Regions from separate parts of the Anas platyrhynchos genome. Here regions 1, 2 and 3 are each linked to region 4. A link is a contact called in public Hi-C data. All regions are on one chromosome and are shown on one strand. Each heading gives the region's core, a stretch centred on a gene start, on an enhancer-like site or on the middle of the called end of the contact. The rest is flanking DNA. Distances are from core to core; before and after follow the strand shown.

Evidence for each region. Hi-C and Micro-C count contacts between places; a contact is called where the count stands out from the background.
Region 1: a Hi-C map of small yellow follicle shows a contact between it and region 4, with 3 times the contacts expected there. The contact joins two enhancer-like sites. A contact is called at or near these places in 2 of 8 Hi-C or Micro-C datasets (small yellow follicle and subcutaneous adipose tissue).
Region 2: a contact with region 4 is called in a Hi-C map of small yellow follicle, with 3 times the contacts expected there. The contact joins two enhancer-like sites. A contact is called at or near these places in 3 of 8 Hi-C or Micro-C datasets (skeletal muscle, small yellow follicle and subcutaneous adipose tissue).
Region 3: a Hi-C map of small yellow follicle shows a contact between it and region 4, with 9 times the contacts expected there. The contact joins two enhancer-like sites. A contact is called at or near these places in 2 of 8 Hi-C or Micro-C datasets (F5 follicle and small yellow follicle).

Annotation. Positions count from the first base shown.
Region 1 is chr1:87,162,912-87,166,099 of IASCAAS_PekinDuck_T2T, forward strand. The region is part of intron 4 of ZBTB20 (zinc finger and BTB domain containing 20); the gene reads left to right. Among named protein-coding and RNA genes, the nearest start is that of ZBTB20, 160 kb to the left of the region's middle. Within about 2 kb of position 1,565, at least 3 of the 8 cell types and tissues checked have an H3K27ac peak or open chromatin away from gene starts, as enhancers often do. A contact at or near this core is called in small yellow follicle, where this site is marked.
Region 2 is chr1:87,060,956-87,064,054 of IASCAAS_PekinDuck_T2T, forward strand. All of the region lies in intron 2 of ZBTB20 (zinc finger and BTB domain containing 20), which reads left to right. Among named protein-coding and RNA genes, the nearest start is that of ZBTB20, 56 kb to the left of the region's middle. Within about 2 kb of position 1,551, at least 4 of the 8 cell types and tissues checked have an H3K27ac peak or open chromatin away from gene starts, as enhancers often do. A contact at or near this core is called in small yellow follicle, where this site is marked.
Region 3 is chr1:87,210,053-87,213,317 of IASCAAS_PekinDuck_T2T, forward strand. All of the region lies in intron 5 of ZBTB20 (zinc finger and BTB domain containing 20), which reads left to right. Among named protein-coding and RNA genes, the nearest start is that of ZBTB20, 210 kb to the left of the region's middle. Within about 2 kb of position 1,974, at least 5 of the 8 cell types and tissues checked have an H3K27ac peak or open chromatin away from gene starts, as enhancers often do. A contact at or near this core is called in F5 follicle and small yellow follicle, where this site is marked.
Region 4 is chr1:87,476,593-87,479,674 of IASCAAS_PekinDuck_T2T, forward strand. It overlaps ZBTB20 (zinc finger and BTB domain containing 20), which reads left to right. Exons shown (of 13, transcript XM_038181943.2): 11 at 1,683-1,870. Among named protein-coding and RNA genes, the nearest start is that of DRD3, 68 kb to the right of the region's middle. Within about 2 kb of position 1,714, at least 6 of the 8 cell types and tissues checked have an H3K27ac peak or open chromatin away from gene starts, as enhancers often do. A contact at or near this core is called in F5 follicle and small yellow follicle, where this site is marked.

The DNA of each region.
Region 1 (3,188 bases), core at 315-2,814, 310 kb before region 4:
AGGGCCTTCCCCTCCTCATGGTGAGAAGATAACTGGTGGATCTAGGGATCCCACCTTACTGTGCTCTCTCAGGGGTGACTTCATCCTGCAATTAACCTTGACTTTCCACAGACTTCTCTGTTTTGCCATCCCTCTACTAATGAAGCCAGTCAAGGTCCATTGTAGTGATGCAAAATATAATAAAACTGTTTCTTATCACATGTACCATGTCCCTGCTGGTAAGCTCTTCATCAATATTAACAAATTAGTTGTTACTTCTTATATGTATTATCCTCTTTTTAAGAAGGGGATGTAGCGAAAGTCACTTTCCACCAGCTCCCAGGGCATTACAGCAGGCTGGTGTTGGAGATCCCAGTATCCTACATGCCTTCCAGCAGCCCACCCTCAGGACCTCACCAGAATCAGAGAAATACCAGAGATAACGAGTCCCGTTCATGGGGAAGCAGAAGGAGATTCATTGAGCTTGTTTTATGTAGACCGAGGAGCAGCTATCAGATGTGATTAGCTTCTTGTGGTTACCGCAGTGAGTTGGCATTTAGATCAACAAGCTACAGCTGAAGGCTTCATATCGCCAGGATGGTCTGATCTTCCTTTACTATGATTTTTTACAGAATGGACTGTTGAGATCTCACTTGGTAGTGTTCACTCAGTTTGATGATTGCATTTACTCAGTAGTTTCCATGCTTTACAACTATTTTTTTTAGAGTGTGGCTGAATCTTTGTGAGCATTTCCGTAAATAACTTAAAAATATATAAATAAATAAATAAAAATGAATTAGCTGGAGTTTGTGTGTGTGCAGGGAGATGCTCCAGATTTTTCTTGTGTACAGGGACAATTTCCAGCAGAAGCTGAGGAAAGTTTTCAAGCTAACTTCTCTCAGTGATATCTTTCTGTTGATCAGAGGAGTTACACTGGGACAGTGCTTTCTTCATGGCATACTGTCCTTGCTGGGGAGGAAGCAGACTATATACACGAGAGTGTTGGCACCCCCCATTTCAAAGTTGAAAGCAATTTTAGCACTGGGTAATGCCAGCTGCTTGAGAGGGTGAATTGATGCTTATGTATCAGCTCATAAAATGGAGAGGAGGGAGGGGATGGACTGGTCAGTGACAGTGCAGATGATGCACTCTAGCTTTGAGGATCATCCCATCTGAAACCTTCCTGCCCTGCACATAGATCACAATTTCTTTTTAGCTTCTGCCTCGGGAAGACTTCCTTCCTCCTGGACGGCAGCTATTGTCAGAGTTTCCACGTCTGCTGGGGGCACCAAGGTTCTCGCAGACTACGGTAAACATGATTTGGCTCCCGAGCGCTCGTAATCAGGCTTCCTTGCACTGAAACAGAGATTGCTCTATTGCAGTGCCAGGCCTCTAGCAATACCAACTGTTAAATAATAAACAGGCCCTGGTTGTTGGCAGTGCCTCCCCACCCCGCCACCCCCGCCAGCACGCAGTACCCATTTTCTGGGTCTACCTGCCCGCCCGCCTCCTAAAGTGCAGCCCCTCGCCTGTGTTTGGTGGAGGTGGGAAGCAGCACGGAGACATCAGTCTATGTCTAATCTGCTTAGTTTATTATTCTCCTAGGACCTCGGGTGATATAGCAAACATGCAGTGCTTTGGCAGCACTAACAATGGCTGTGCTGTCGTTCTAGATAATATTACAGACTTTTGCCTAATGCATGGGATCCTTTTTTTTTTTTTTTTTTTTTTTTTTTTTTCCCTCTGTTCATCTGCGCGTTCTTTAAGGTCTTTTCTTTTTTTGGGGGTGTTGGGATTGCTGGGAGGGACTGGTTGCTCCTTAAACAGGTCTAATTTTTTTTTTCCTGTGAATTAAAAATAAAGTAACATGTTTAACTGGCTTGTTCTTCTGATGGCAGAATGGTATTTATTGTTTTATTGCATTGAGAAGTATTACCCAACCTTTTTTTTTCTGTACTTCATGGTTAAAATGGGTACTGGAACAATCAATTTCTTTTTTTTTTTTTTTTTTTTTTTTGGTGAATCAAGGGACTCTGTTATGAAAGACAATCTGCCAGTGGGGGAAAAATACTGTAAGTAAGCCCCGGTCCTTCTCTCCATTTTGGAGACTTCTGCAGTTTTCATTTGATTTCCTTGTTACTGTGTACACAGTACACATGTGGAAAACAGTATGTCCTGTTTTATGCATAAGTGAAGTTCAAGAGCTTGGAGATAAGTTAGGAAAAATATTATGATATTGTGAAGAGGAAGAGATTATATTGCAGAGTTAAAATGTAACTGCATGAATAGATTAGAGTGTACATATTAATTTCCCTTTCGTTCTCTAAAACCTTGAATGGAACAAAAGCCAGAATTTTCACTTGGTGGGAGAATAATTTTTTGTAAACCCATATACGAAATAGATTTTAAACAAAGTATTCTTTGCTAATCCATACAATTAAAAAGCCCTATATTTGGAGTCAACTGAAACTTATTTTTTTATATCTTTGCACGGTATAGCTGATATTTTTTTCCCATCTGTGAAGGAATTTTCTGAACTGTGGATTAACTGTGGCATGGATGCTGAGAAAAGCCTTCATGTTTTCAAAAAATATTGTACTATAAAAATTCTGGTATTTTTGTAATGGTCTGGGGGGCATTCCATCAAAATTTCCTATCAACTCTATTTGAAACTCCACCCTTCTATTATAATTATGGCAGGTGGCAAATAGAAGGGAGCAATTGTAATTAGTACCTGGACTTGGAAGCAGTGCTCTGTCACTAGCTTTTCTTAGCAGTCGTTCCTGTCTACAGCTTTACCATGACCCCAGTTAAAGGCCTTGAGAACCCTTTATTAAATAAAGTCCTTGCTTTATTTGTGCTTAGTGTCTAAGAAATGCAAGATGGTGAGGTCTATGAATGATCAATGTTGTTACTTCTTAAAATACATTGTGTTATATATTATATATCCACTTTAAATTATTGAGTTACATTAAATACTCTAGAATCAGGTAGAAAAGTTTGTCTAAATCCTTGGGCCAAATCTCGTCAGATGAGATTTTCAAAATGCCTACTTAACATTAGGAAAACAGCAATATTGGCTTCCCATGGCATTTGTTTTCCTAGCGTACTCGAGCACTTCTGAAAAGTGTGTGATATGTTTGTTGGTTGGCTGGTGTTTGGTTAGCTGTTTTATGTTTTTTTCTTTTTGTCTGGTTGTTGTTGTTTTT
Region 2 (3,099 bases), core at 301-2,800, 420 kb before region 4:
TATTTTTTTTAACCTCTGTACAAAGTTCTTATATATTTTAGTCAGCTTAAAGCCATGGTGTGGTCTCAGAAGTTGTAGTGAGATTGAAGTATAGTAGCTAGAATGACGTATGCAAGTACATAAGTACCAGAAAGGATAACTCACTGATTATGGAAGCAGGAGCCTTAGTTTGTTTCTAGTTTCTTGTGTAATTTTCAACAAGTCACTACGTTTCTCAGTGTCTCAGTTGCTCATCTTCAAGATAGGGCAAATGAGGTTTATCAGTTCCTGAGAGCAGTTGGGAGAGCGTTAGCCATAGCTGTATTAGCTAATTTTATTGCTGTAAGAGTCTTTCTCTCCCATTTTTTTTTTTTTTTGCCTTATCACCCTGAAAGTGCATTGCCATCTCTTTCTTTACTCTACTGGGTTTGCTTTAGGAAAAAGGAGATGAGATAGGAACAACTTTTCTGGAGTTTCCTGGTTAAGGCTGGTTGTTCACGAGCATGGCTTAGTTGTCTGTAGGCTGTTTTAAAGAGTTATTAAAATCTGGTTGAGTAATGTTACTATGGAACATTGGCTTCGATGTGGGAGAAGGATACAAATGGAGCATTTAGGAGGGAGGTTTGGGAAGAATGTGAGCAGCTAGAAGAAATAAAAGCTGAGACGCAGGCAGGGGGCAGAGCTGTTCAAAGAAAATGAGGACAAAAAGTCTGAACTTCATGCAAAAAGAGGGGCTAACTTGGTCCCACTGGCAGGAGAGGGAGAAAATTGTAGCAGCAGGACTTGGTTCGAATAGGGCCAGAGTGAGGTGGGATGAGGCCACAGCCCTTCCCTTTTCCCTCGTGAGCAGTGAGCTGGAATAATCATCATACAATAATCATCAGAGGACTGTGCTCCTGGGATAAGAAGTTCCACGTCAAGTTTCTGAATGTCTGTGTATCTGCTAAAAAGTTTGTAGGTCGTGTTTTGCCCTAAGTTACGTTTGTATAAAAGTGTCGTAATTCCATGAAATTTAAAAGAATCAACATTGAACTGAGAGCTGAATTTAGCTTTGTATTTCTAGCCTAGTGGCTGCAGCTGGCGTACATCTGAAGCAGTAAAGATGATACATGGTACTCCACAAGTGATTTGTGACCAGGAGACAGTTTTCTCTAGGACAGTGCTGCTGAATTTGACCTCATTTTTGCTGTGTTAGATACTGTTTCCCTTGTGGCAGCGTGCATAGGTGTATTAATAAGATTCCTACCAGATCTCTCCTTGAAATTCCTTGAAATCTGAGCTTTGGAGGTTTGATGAAAAGGCTTGCTTTCAGGAGATGTTGGTGATTATTCTCGTCATATCCAGGCAAAGCCTGCAAAGAATTTAACATCCAATAGATGGTTTTTTTCCTTTTTTTTTTTTTTTTTTTTTTGGTTGATCTTCTGCAAAGCCTTAATCCTGAGACCTTGCCGTGATTTTTTTTTTTTTGTATTGTTTTGTTTTGCTTTGTTCTCATTACCCACAAAAGAGAAGTGCCCGTTCTAAGTCTCTGCTAGGCTTTTTAGATAAAGGAGTGACACAAGTACTTCAAAACAGAGCGCAGTTATCAGCTGAGTTCAGCCGGAGAAGGGAACGCTCACAAAAGATTCCAGGACAGTTTAGCCAGAGATAGCTGCTGATACGAATAAATAGCACTTCGCCTTTCTGAAAAAACTTACTTAAATATCTTGTTGCGTTTAATGAAAATAGTCAGTTTTGCTTAACTCCAGTAGCTGAATCAACATTATGATTTCCATTTTTTAAATCAGGAACAATCGAGGCACAGAGAGAAAGAGGAAGTGATGCCTTTCTTTCTTCCTTCCTCAGTGTATTGTACAAGCAGATGGGACCTGGAAAAGTCAAGACCATGTTCCATGGACAACGGAAGCTCAAATGGTTCCTGGCCATATTAAAAACTGTTAAAGTTTTTTTTTTTTTTTTTTTTTTTTTTTTCCCATTACAATCTTATTCTACTTTCAGAGTGATATAAAAAGACCCTACTATAGGTAGACCCTACCATAGCTCAAAATTGAGGCCAAATACATCTAACATGTCCACTTCTCAACAAAGTCTTAGTTTTAATAGCAGATTTTTTTTAAATTAAATTTGCTTACTTATTTATTATTATTATTTATAATTGCTCTCTTAACCCCGTTAATGTAACTTCACAGGCTGGTAAGCAACAAGTAACTTTTTTTTCCAATTGGCTTTCCCACAGCTGGGTATCTCCCAGTGAGGTCCAGCCTTAGATTTGAGTCCGTTGTGTCCAAGAAAGACAAGTTCAAAACCTGGACCAGTCTCTCACCTCGTTTTGTACAATAATAATCATAGGGGAAGATTACACTTGGCTGAAATTAACAGTGGCGTTGCTTGCTTCTTGAAACAGTCATCAAAAGAAGCCTGAAGCTTGGTATCCCACACGAATATAAAAGTACCTACAAGTAGTTACGTTGTTCTGGGCTTCTTGTGTGTGCAACTGCTTGTCTGCATAGCTGCTCAGTGGGAGTTGCAATATGTAGAGGAGAAAATAGCCCCTAAGGGTTCTTTGGACACATATTTAAAGAGGATTGTTACTTGTCTGTTTAAACTGTCAGTGGAAACAAACATATGCAAGTAATAATGGAAGCCTGCGAGTACTGGATTTGGGCAGAGCACAGATGTATTACTGCTGAGGCATCTGTCAGAGAATGAACAGTAGGAGGAACTGAGCTATTTGTACGTTCAGCTTGAAAGCTGTGCAGTGAGTAGGTGCATTTAACTTTTTTGTTACTCGGGAATGAGATTCAAATCTCAATTCCTGAAAACTTGCAAGCAAGTTTTGGTTTCGTGCTACTTTCTGATACATTCCCACTTCCCAAAAGCCAGTTTTAATGTCTGTTGATGCTTAGAAGACCAGATTGGAAGGAGAGCAACAGAAAGTTTTATTAGCCAGCACAATTAATACTTTCTCCTTTGAGAGCCAAATTCGTCTAGTCTAGTATGTTTACAAAAGAAAAGGCTGGAATGCACAGTAAGGTTTTTTTCTTTATCAGAGACATATGGACTCACCATCACTGGATATATTTGTGAGACACGATAACAAAGAACACTCCTCAGGCGTGT
Region 3 (3,265 bases), core at 724-3,223, 270 kb before region 4:
ACTGAGGCGATGCTGCTTTCCCTACATCTACTTTGGAATTCAATGAGCAACAATGTACAGCCAGCAGTAAAGACTTCTATCCCTTTCTTTGCTCTTTCATCTGATTCTCCTGCTCCTAGTCTATAGGAGAATGAAGCTAGTCTGGCTAGAGTATTTGCACCCTGCTTTTCTCATAAGGAAGATGAAGTTTTTTTAGATAACAGTAGGGACAATTTCTGGTCTCATTGAAGTCATTGGCAGTTTTCCAGATGATTTGTTATGAGATTTGGCCTTGAGAAAAAGGATCAGTCACACTCATCTCCTTTTTATTCTGAACTAGAATGACCCATATCACTACCCAGTGATGGCTGCCTAGGATACTAGCAGTGAATTTTTGGAAAATGATCAAAAGTTCAAATATATGCAAGAATGCATGAAACCCACTGTCTAAGCAACCAGAGAGAATGCAGTTGGCCTCAGCAAAATACGTGATTAAATAGAACCAAATAAAATTGGAAGCTTGTTATGAAAGACCATCTCTATCCATTTTATTATTTGCCTATGAAATATTATGTTAGGGTGAGGCCTGGAACAGTCATCTCAAACCTAAATGTAAGTATGTATCTTCCTGCAGTCTCTGAAATTTTTTGATTGCAGAACACTATAAATGGTGCAAAACAAAGTCTCTTTTCCAAGTTCCCTACAGTGAACAATTTAAGAGCATTTAGTCTTAGCTGGTATTAGGACTTCATGTCCTCAGAGAATAAATGCTGCCCCTTTGATCTCTAGATATAAAAGTCACTATTTCCCAGGAGCTGGGGAAGATCTGGGGCCCCGGAGCAGAGGCAGAGACACAAAATGAGAGCCTGGCAGCAGTGGTCCATTCCCAGCGTTGCTGCTGACTTGTTGCAAACTTGGAAAAAAACAACTATCAGTGGCCCCCAGTATTCCCTATTTTTGAAATGAATTTAAGAGTATTCATCTGTCTTAGCAACATTAATTAAGGAAGGAAACAAAATAATGTTGAAGAAATAGTCATATTTTCTGACCTTACTGTAGCTTCTTCCTTTTTTTTTTTTAATTTTTTTATTTTTGTGTAAGCAGGTAGTTTGCAAAGTAAATTCACAGGCACCTGATTTTGCATATCTGTATCCTGTGCAGTGCCCCTTCCTCTGGGTAAGGAGGTGAAAAACGATACTTGAATCTAAGACTCTTCCCTGTCTTCTGGAGGGGAGAAGCTGAATGCAGAGGTGGCAGGTCAAAGAGAATATAAGATTTCATTACAATCGAGTTGTGTCTGTATTTGAAAGCATTTTATTAACATGTTGCTATCCAGAGTTTTGCCTTTCAACATTTCTTGTAGGAGGTGAATTTTCCGGTTGGTTTGTCTTTGCTGTCAAAAAAGTCAAGCTGATTTTTTCTTTCTTCTGATTAAGTGAATAAATGTTAAGAGTAATTAAGCCAAGGAGAGTTTAAAATTATTATTTTTTTCACTCTTTAATTCCTAACCTAATAAACAAACTGCTTGTATCCATCTTTACAGAGAGATTTTAAAACCACTGTGCTGAAAGTATAGTGTAAAAACACCAGTTCTCACTTTAGAGTCAAAACCACTTTGATGACCGCCAAACCTCATGTGTTAAACTTGCAAGTAGAAATCATGTTTTTCATTATTCGTTACCTCAAGGTTACTTCAGGGCTAGGGTTTCCCGTGAAGATCAAACAAGTTTTTTTTTTTTTTCCCCTGTCTTGCACGTCCTCACTTGTGCCCAGATTATGCCCTCCGAAAGTACTAAGCATCAAACTGTGGCCTTGAAGCTGGAGGGAGGATTGTTTGGTGTTTTTAAGGCTCTGATCAGCAGACCAAGAGAAATCTGGGTTCTTTTCCTCGTCTCCGGCTCTGTAACCTTGGAAAACTCAATATATCTGTGCCTGTGTTCCCCGGCTGCAAAGGGCAGGGGATGCTCTTTCCCTGCTGCATTAGGTCCTTTGAAGATAAACCTGCTCTCCGAAACTGATAACGAGCACTAGAAAATGCATGTGTTGGTCAGGTTCCCAGTCCGTGGCCTGAGTGGGGAGTCTTTTCTCGCAGTGCCTAGTCCTGGAGATCTACCAGGAAACCTTCCTTACTCTAAGGCGATCACATAGGGCCTCTGTGCTCCTTCCTGAGCGCACCTTGTCAGCAGCTGCTTCAGGAAACCCTTCTCCCTCCGCTGTTGCCCTGGCTGTTGACATACAAAAGATTTGTGTGCTCCTCTCATGCTTGAGGGACGTAGAGACTGAAGTTGCTCAGCCTGGCTTAGTACTTTGGAGCTTTTGATCCCCTTTGCAGGGTGAAAAAGGGCTGTTTCCAGAGCTCTAATGGTGCATTTTTCTGTGATTTATTATCTGCAAATGCTCGCGTTCCTGATACACTTCTTTTGGAAATGTTTTGCTGAAGCCTTATCCGCATAGGCTGATCATATGTGCCCCAGATATAAACAGGAAGGAAAGGTTTCCAGTTCCATCTGCTGCAGTCTAGAACAATTTTATCCACCGTTGGCTGGGGGGAAGCAATTCTGATTTAAAGGGCATGTAAGCTCTGTGTTATTAGTCTGATAGGATAAGGTATTACGGTTTTTCTCCTGGTGAGTTTTTAAACCTGAGCTGAAAATAAGTGCACTGCGTGCTGTAAGTGAAGATGGATAAAACTTTAAATAAATAAGTAAAAAATAAAATTATATATAAAAAATAAAAAAGCAGAGCTGGAACTGTGCATCAGTAATGTCTACTGGGCACCTGGACTGTTGGTTAAAATCCCATCAGGGAGAATCTTCTGCCAAATAGCCAGCCAGCTTTTCTCCGGCAACTTTCAACAGAGGTAGGTGGGAAACCCCAACAAAAACAGTCGAGCACATGCAAGCTCCTTGTAGCCAGCCAATTAATGGATGCAGCCTCTTCACCGGGGCCCAAAATCCCTTTTCTACTTGGTAACAGCCCGTGCAGGCTGACCTAAGGGACATGTGCTGCTTACCAAGCCACTGTCCAGCCTTCCCAAAGACATCGCTCCTTGGGTTGGGTCTGGATCAGAGGCACACCTTTGTAAATTTGGTGTTGGTGGCAGGGATTCAGGTAGAAGGAGCTCAGGTTTGCATCGGGGTTTGCTAATCAGAAGCTGGTCTGTGGATTTAGGTAGGGATTTACTGGATAAAGGCATAGCATTCAGCAGCTGAATTTTAACCCTCCTGGAGCACTTAAATCATTTGTTACCCACTTAGTGTACCTAAACATGGGTGTAATTTGCAGG
Region 4 (3,082 bases), core at 464-2,963:
GCACTCTCAGGCTGAGCAGTGTTGCCCACCATCACCTTTGGTTCCCCTGAAAACCACCCCTGCAACACCCAAAAGCACTCCTTCTGGACAAGAGGGAGCATTTGGGGGAGTTTTGGCCTCTGCAGGGGGTGTTGTGCATCACTTTTTTTCCTTTTTTTTTAGGAAACTAAAAACTCCCCGCTTTTTCTTCACCTTGTGGGTTGTTAGTGGAAAGGGGAGAGCAGGAGGAGGAAAGGGGCGGGAGGGGGAAGGTCGTCGTGACTTGTTTTATTTCTTTTTGGCCCGTGTAACTTTTGTTTTCTTCTTCTCCCTCCCACACCCGCCGAAGCTTTCAGTCGTGGCCGAGGTGACACCTCCGAGGCCACGGCAGCCGGGCCGGGCCTGGGCGGCTGCTGCCCCCCGACGGCGACCGCCAGGAAATGGCGGCGGGGCCGGGCCCTGCCCCCGGCCGGGCGTGCCGCCCTTATATAACGCCTTTATGTAAGCGGCCCGGGCCTCTACTCGGCCCGGCGGGCGTCCCGCTGCCCCACGTTGTCCCTGTAAGGCAGGGTTGTCTCAAAATTGAGCCAGAAGCCCTGCCAGGTCTCAAAAATCACGTTTTTCAGTGTGTCGCCTGCAAGCTGTCCTAGGTGGACGCACACCCTGTGAGGAGCCCTTCCCATGCTGGCAATGGCTGCTGGCTTGTCCCTTCACACGTAGGACCTGTCTCCATCTCCATCGAGAGGAGCTCTGTCACCAGCATGGACCCAAACAAAAAGTGGTGGATGCTGGGCTGCACTACCATGGCTCCAGCAGCACCCTGTGCCAAATGTTTATCTGGGTGCTGTTGTCCCCATCCTAGGCCAGGGCAGTGGTGTCCCCTGGTAGAGGCTGTGGCTCAAGGTCCCCCCGGCAGCTGCCTGCCTCGAGGGAGCATCAGAAGTGTGGCTTTCAAGTCTAAAATAGAAAAGAAGCAAAGAGGAGATCCAGGTTCTTGCCTGCCTGTACAGAGGACCTGCTGTATGAGTCAAAGTCCATCAAGTCTCTTCTCTGTGCCTTGGTTTCCCCATTTGTGTAATGAGTAATCACTACTTGTTTTAATCCCTTGTGTATACAAAATGCCACAAGGTTCTGGGTAGGCAGAGGCATTGAGGATTCGCATGCATTGTGCATGTTCTCTGTTGTTTCAGGCTCCAAATCCTAGTGCTTTACTTAGATGACCTCTGCATATCAAAATTACTTCACTGCTTTTCTCTATGAGTCTTTGCCCTGATTTGTGTTGAACTGGAAACTTGCATATTTTTTGCTTTTCAGACAAATCTATTGCATTCCTGTATAACTTTCTGTTCAGAATGCTGCAGCCTTAGTTAATATTTGTCAAATGGAGCTTCGACTGTCTAAACCACTGGGACTAGTTTCATTTTATATGTCATCAGTAGGGGCAGAATGAGGAGCTTCGTTCTTGGCCTGTTTGCTGTAATACAGTCTCAGGGCCATTGCATCAGAGTCAAAACAAGGAGCAGCTTGTTTCCAAACAAGAAGCATGGAGGAGAGTCTTCTCTGCCTCCCTCCCTGTAAGGGAAAAGAGAGGAGAGAGGGAGGGTGAGGGGGGGGGGAAAGAAAGTTATCTTTAACAGATTCTAAAAATGCCTTTTCCCAAATATGCAGTCAGTCCCTTCAAAGGTCTCTTTGTTTATTTTCAGGAAGAAACCCAAGACAGCTGAAAACCAGAAGGCGTCTGAGGAGAATGAGATTACTCAGACGGGTGCATGCAGCGCCAAGCCGGGCCTTCCCTGCCTGAACCTTGAAGCTGTTCCGTCTCTGAGCCCGGCCCTCATCCACGCACCACATTCACCAACAAACCTGCACGCACACACAGGGTCATCTGATTGTGAGTACACCAACGCACTGCTGGGTTGCACCAGGGTTCTTGAAAAGATGTTCCTTACTGCAGAACAGGCTTTCCAGCCAGTTGGATGATCTTTCCATAATGGCACAAGCATGACTTCCTCGGGGTTTACCTTTTCCCTTTTTTGGAAATTACCCCTAAAACAGTGTTTTGCATTAGGGTCACAATAATGCAGCCAGCCGGGGGAAGATGAGAGCATGTTGGCTGTTCCTACTTCTTATGAAGTAAAAAGGGAAAACCCTCTGAGCGTGTCTGCTTCAAACTAGAACTGTAGTTACTCCTCTTCAGGTAGTCATATGCTTCTCATTACCCAAGCATATCTACTGGCAGGGAGTTTCAGCCTGTACTGTTTTCCAGTGGGAGAAAACAAGTGTCTGGCTCTAACATTCTGGCTTGTAAAGGATTTCCACCAAGACAGGGAAAAGTGCTTCTGTGGAGAGGTTCATATACAGCATGTGAGGGCTCTGGAAGATATTTGTAAACTTGTGTGCTTGTAGCAGCCTAAGACCCTTATTTTCAGTGCATTCACTTTCAGATTACTCAGCATGGGTTAATTTTTAAAGGACATTAACTTTTAAAGGACATAAGGACATGCAAAATTTTCAACCCCCCCCCCCAAAAAAAAAAAAAAAAAGAAAAAAAAAAGGAGAGAGAATGAGAAATGATTAAAACTATGCTTTAAAAAGTCAGCACTTACCCTGTCAAGTCTTCAAAACGACATCATTTCATACTGGTCCCTGCCTGAAAGTCTCTTGGATAGGAACACAGAGGGTGATGTCAATCTCATCATTCACTAGTTGTATAAAATATAGCTTACCTCTTTTGTGGTGGTTTTAGGATGTTGTAAACTTACAAAGGGGAAAAAAGGAGGAAGAAAGATGATGATGCCAGGTTTCAAGAGCTCAGAAGCCAACCAGACTTTGCAAAGGCCTATAAAAAAAATCAGGGCATGACAATAAAAAAAAATCATATTAAAAAGTATGTATATTCTTTTCTTTTCTTAATTTAAAAATCCTGCCTCAGGGCCAAACTTGGAAGCAGCTGGGTTATAGGGCTCATCACTATCAAAATCACTTTAGCTGCAATTCATTCCTGCTGGCTTCTGACTGTATTCATTATGAGCTTCTTCTAGAGATCTTGGTTTTAATAGAGCTGATAAAAACATTGGGGAGACTTTCCTAAATCTCACCTGGT